2 separate regions of the Gossypium arboreum genome follow, and region 1 is linked to region 2. A link is a contact called in public Hi-C data. All regions are on one chromosome and are shown on one strand. The core of a region is the stretch at or near the end of the contact, and the rest is flanking DNA. Distances in the headings are between cores, read along the strand shown. Region 1 holds the start of LOC108478187 (phospholipase SGR2-like). Region 2 holds the start of LOC108457794 (leucine-rich repeat receptor protein kinase HPCA1).

Region 1 (2,735 bases), core at 68-2,567, 200 kb after region 2:
AAACATTATATACCATTTTCTTTTTTAAAGAATGTTGAACCCAAAAACATTGACATACTGCAAAATTTACAATTTTTTTATCTAATATTCTTAAATTGTAAATTTGAAATACCTGACACATATTATAGTTTAAATCCATGTAAACAAATGTTTTTATAAAATTACATATACTAAAACATGATTTTATTTTATATTTTGTATATCCAGCCCCATTAAACAACAATTTTGTATCTTCTATTTTCTCTTATTCTTTCAATATCATATTTTATTCTTTTTGGAAATAATATGTATTCAAAATAATTTAGAAACATATTAACCCAAATTGGCACCAAATTTGAATATTCTATTTCCTATTATTCTTTACTTTAATAAAGTAAAATTTTATTTTCTTAAAACAATATATACAAAAATTTAAATAAAATATTTCAACTTTTAAAACACAATATTTAAACTTAACTACTTAAAATTATAATTAATATTAAATTATGCACTTTTTTTGTTTTCATCAAACTTTGAAATTAATATGTATAATAATAAATTCTAGATTTTTATTTTATTAAAATAATTGCACATTTTATTTAATCTGTTAAGAAACTCAAAAGTAATATTTTCTTAAATTTTAATTTTTTAAAATTTTGTTGAATTTAGTTAAATATGTTATAAAAATCATAAAGAAATTAAAACATAATTTACAAATAATTTGAAAATATTATTAAAAGTTATAAATTAACATTATTTATAAACATATTAAATTGCAAATTAAATAATGTTTACTTTTGAAAATGAAAATAAAAATAGAAAAAGTTTAAAATTAATAATTTAAAAATATTATTGAAAAATAGTTTTAAAATGCATATTAAAATACTTGTAAATTTATAATTAAAATTAATATACATATTTACTTGGTTTTAAACTATTAAATAAACTATTGAAAATATTAAAGCATAATAATAATTTAAGTAATTAAGATTGTTGCTAACACACATTATTAATAAAATTTATTAAAAATATTAAATAAATTAATACATTTTAATTTATAAATGCAATCAACCTGTAAATTATACGGGTAAAAATTAATTTTATTATATTTTAAGTTTATATATTTCATATCTCATACTATTAAGGAATTTGAGTTTATTTATACCATAATATTAATTACTTAATAAATTATTTTTAAATTTTTATTATAATTTAAATATTAATAAATTAAATATAATTTAAATACATATTTACTTTTTTTTTTAAGACGACCACTCTTTTCAATCTGAATGTTAAACTCGCTTTAAGAAGTGCGGTCCGAAATGGAAAGCCAATGGGCTGAATTAGAAATTATAGCCCAACAATGTTACGCAATCAAGCTCGTTTTCTATTTCGATGCTCTGCCTCTGTCCACAGTAATGAATCATCGTCGTCGCTCGGCCTGTTGCCTCTGCCTATCTAATCATTCTTGCAAAGTTTTCTAGACCATATTTTAGAATTAGAATTGGACTTAGAGCTTCTCTCTTGGAAAATAATTTCTCTACTTAATATATTATTATTCTTGTAAAATATGGTTCCTTGTCTTCATATTTTGCCTTGCAGTTTATTACTGCAATTCTGGTAGCAGCAAAGAAAGAATTACTCCTTACAATCTATCTTGAAATTTCAGAAGCAGCAGCAAGAAGCATCACATAGAGAGGCAGCTGCTGGGAAGAGAATTCAGAATCTTATGCATCAATTTCCATAAATATTTTGACGTTTTCTTTGGCGGTGCTTGATCATATCTTCAGTTTCCACCTCCTAAAATTTTGGTCTTCATCTAAGTTGCTTTCTTCTAGATCTCAATTTATTAATAAAAAATTAAGGGTTTTACCCTGCTCCACACTGTGCAGGTATTCTGATTTGTTTTGATTTTAGATGGCGGATTCGTTAGCAAACCCCTCGGTTGTGGGGGCAAATGGAATTGACGAAGCATCACCGGATTTGTTGAAGAACACGCCGTCTAACATTGCGAGATTGGAGGATGTGATAGAGCATTGTAAGGGTCGTCAGATGTATCTTGCGCAGACAAGGAGTCCTTCAGATGGCGGTGATGTCCGCTGGTACTTTTCCGACGTTCCTTTGGCTGAAAATGGTTAGTTTCTGCTGAATTTCAAAGTCTAGTTTTAGGTTGCAATTTTAGCTTCCATTTGCAGATAACATTTAAAGTAAGCTACAAATTCTAATGCATTTGAAACATTTAAAGAGATTTTTTGTTCATAGTAAATGCATGTGCATTTAATGAATTGTGGTTGATCACGGGAATCCATGAGTACCAAGTTAGAAGATAATTGAGGGCCACCAGTTGAGACGAATTTGCTATGCAGGCTAGGCAGGCTGATGGAGTGGAACGGATGCTTTATATGTTAGCTTTGTGCACAATTTGAAGGGGCAATAAATGTGCATTCTGTTGGTCTTATTGTCTTTCTGTTTCTCTTTGGACTACTTAGGTTTATCAACTTTTTGACAAGGATGGCACTTGGACGCGGTTCCCAAGGAAGGAATAGTTCATTCAGGAATTGGAATTTAATTTCTTATCCATTTATAATTCTTATTTAAATAATAGTAACATGAATTCCCAAGAGAGAATCAAGCTTACTAACTGGAAAGAACTAGGCATGTTGGAGAAGTTGGTTGCAACGCCTTCTCTGAACATTGTTTGTCGAGATATCTGTTTGCCTCTGGCCACTAGAATGCAAAGAACTCACCTCTTGCAA
Region 2 (2,700 bases), core at 61-2,560:
TCTCAATTCAGTTAGGCCCCCAATGTCACCACTTAGTTTCCCTTTAAGACCCATGGTTGATAATCCCCTGAGAATGAGATCACATGAGTATATGGTAATGAGCACTAGAAGCGAACAAAATATGACCATCCACTCACAGTGCAGTCACCCTTGAGCTGTTGCATGTGACTCCTTCCCATGCTGCTCCACAAGGATCATCTGACTTATCCCAGCTTGGAGGTGTATTTTGCCATGAATCTTTCAAAGATTGGAGAGCAGCAGCTGCAAAAGCACCACTTTGATTACATTCCCAACAACCATACAGAAACACTTAATAAATGATGATTTTAAATATTTCGCTCAGATGTCCATTGGAAATTAACAATAAAATTTTCTGATGCTATCACAGAAAAGAACATTCAATGAAACTGGAAAGCAGAATCTATACATTTTATAAAACAGTGTATATATATTATATATCAAACAGCTTGAAGACACAAAGTAAAACCAAATCAAGAAATGAAGAACAAGGATATAGTAATCACCATCGTGAGGGTCTGTAACAGCAGAAAGGAAGGCAATATTTGCAGCAAAGAAAAGCAGGAATAAGAGCAATGAAAAGGGTGTCATGGCTGAAACTTTGGGTCGGCAATGGCTAATTGGCTAGTGGTTTTCAGTGCAGAGTTTGAAGGTCCACAGTCATGTTGAAACAGGAATAACAAGCATGGACAATTTTCAGCATGTTGTCCTTATGCGAACATATATGAGATTGAGATGATGGAGTAGGTGCGGTGCAGCAACAAACGAGAAACAAGGCAGTGAGCAATGTGGCCATTGGCAATGGCCTACCCTTTCTTTTCACTACTTCCTTTAATTGATTTGCCTTAGCTTTGAAGCTAATTTAAGTACCCCCCAACACAGCTTTAAACAAGGCCAGTTTGAAGCTATCATCATCGTAGTCATCATCACTTTTTCAATTAGAAATAAAAGTGGAAAAAGTGACCAAATTCTGTTTAGCATTTGATTTCAGAAATAGGCTTGTTTGCTACGCTGGCCTGGCCTGCCCTACCACCATGGCCTTTTTAGCACAAAGCACCTTCTCAACTTTTTACAGCGGCCAATGGAATTCATTTCTGAGCCTGGTTTAAGACAAAAGAAAGAATATTTTACAATAATTATTGCTTGCTATGGATATAAATGGAATGGATCACATTAATTTCCATTGAAGCAAACAAGCAAAAAGCTCAATGTTTGGTAATTACATGGTAGGTGCAGACTAGTGGGTCCCTTCCTGCCCTGCTCTTACCTTCAGTCTTCAACCATCAACGCATGCTAATGCCAATTATTTTATGACTCAAATATGAGACATAAAGTTCCATATTTATGAAATATCTTACCAAATATGTCAAATTCTTCGTACAATTTTTTTCTATAAAAAAAAACGTTGGTCATGGAAATTGTTTTGCCTGGCCAAAAATATATATATATATATATATATATATATATTCCATTTCACTCTAAATAGAGCTAGTTTCTATGTGGTCATTTAAATTTTTTTATCAATTAAATTATACAAATGATGACCCAATTGCGCTAGTGTTTTTTTTTTTTGATTTAAGCATTAATGTTTGAATTCATTTCTATTTTGGTCACTTGTCGTTATATTGATAACGGAAAATGCAATAAAATTATACAAATAGTATACAATAAAATTATATAAATAATTTAATATTTGTAAAAAATAATTTTTCACTTTGACTAGCATAATTTTAATTTTAATAAATTTGGTAAATGATTTGATCCTAAATCAATTAGTGATACGTATTGCTTATTGTGAATTTAAAAATTAAAAAATAATTAAAATAAATAGAACACATCAAAATCTCTTACTTATAAAATTAAAAATATATATCTTTATCGATGTAACAAAAGGAAATTTAATTAATTATTTCACATTTTTTTTATGAAAACTAAATGTGCATAATTTTTTCTTACATGATTATTAAATGAACAATTAAATTTTTAAAAGTCATAATTTTAACTCTGAATTTAACTTCCAATTTCAAAGATAAACTTAAGAAATGACTGCTGCTGGACGAAAAAGAAGAGAAGATGGCGTTGATGGGGAGGGGGGTTTCTCATCCTCTACAAAAATATCAACATCAACATGTGAGCCTTGGGCCTACATCCAACAACTTAAGTTTAAAATTGTTCATTTGAAGCCTATTTTCTTAATACGAGTTTTCATGGTTCAAAATAATTTTGAATGTTAAATATTATATTTAAATATAATTTTATATTACCCTTTTACGGAAAAATTATCATATTTTCTTATTTTAACTGTTTTTCTCAAAATTCGATACATAAATCAATTAAATATCATAATTCATAATAAATCTTTAATATAAGTCTTTAAGTGGTGGGAATTATTTTTCCCTTTTTGTAAAAAATAAAAAATTATAATTTAGTCCCTAAACATTTCAAAATTTACAATTTGATCCTTTTATTACATTTTCACTTTTAAATTCTTTTCAAAAATTTTCCATCTCAATTATCAAATTTGATTCTATAAGATTCCCTCATCCAACTTATTTTCCAAATTTTCTCATTAATTCATTATATACATTTCAGGAATAGTGCCACGTGTCCAGAAAAAAAATGGTTTATTACAATAGTCGAACGTGGAAGATGAGAAAATGAATTTTCGCTTTCCACTAAACC

Evidence for each region. Hi-C and Micro-C count contacts between places; a contact is called where the count stands out from the background.
Region 1: a Hi-C map of leaf shows a contact between it and region 2, with 2.6 times the contacts expected there. The contact joins the promoter of LOC108478187 here to the promoter of LOC108457794 in region 2. A contact is called at or near these places in 2 of 5 Hi-C or Micro-C datasets (both in leaf).

What each region holds. Positions count from the first base shown.
Region 1 is chr3:103,358,396-103,361,130 of ASM2569848v2, forward strand. LOC108478187 (phospholipase SGR2-like) reads left to right here and starts at 1,318. Exons shown (of 21, transcript XM_053025805.1): 1 at 1,318-1,749; 2 at 1,872-2,113. The coding sequence starts at 2,063.
Region 2 is chr3:103,158,755-103,161,454 of ASM2569848v2, forward strand. It overlaps LOC108457794 (leucine-rich repeat receptor protein kinase HPCA1), which reads right to left and starts at 1,311. Exons shown (of 19, transcript XM_017756939.2): 1 at 525-1,311; 2 at 138-261; 3 at 1-67. The coding sequence starts at 609.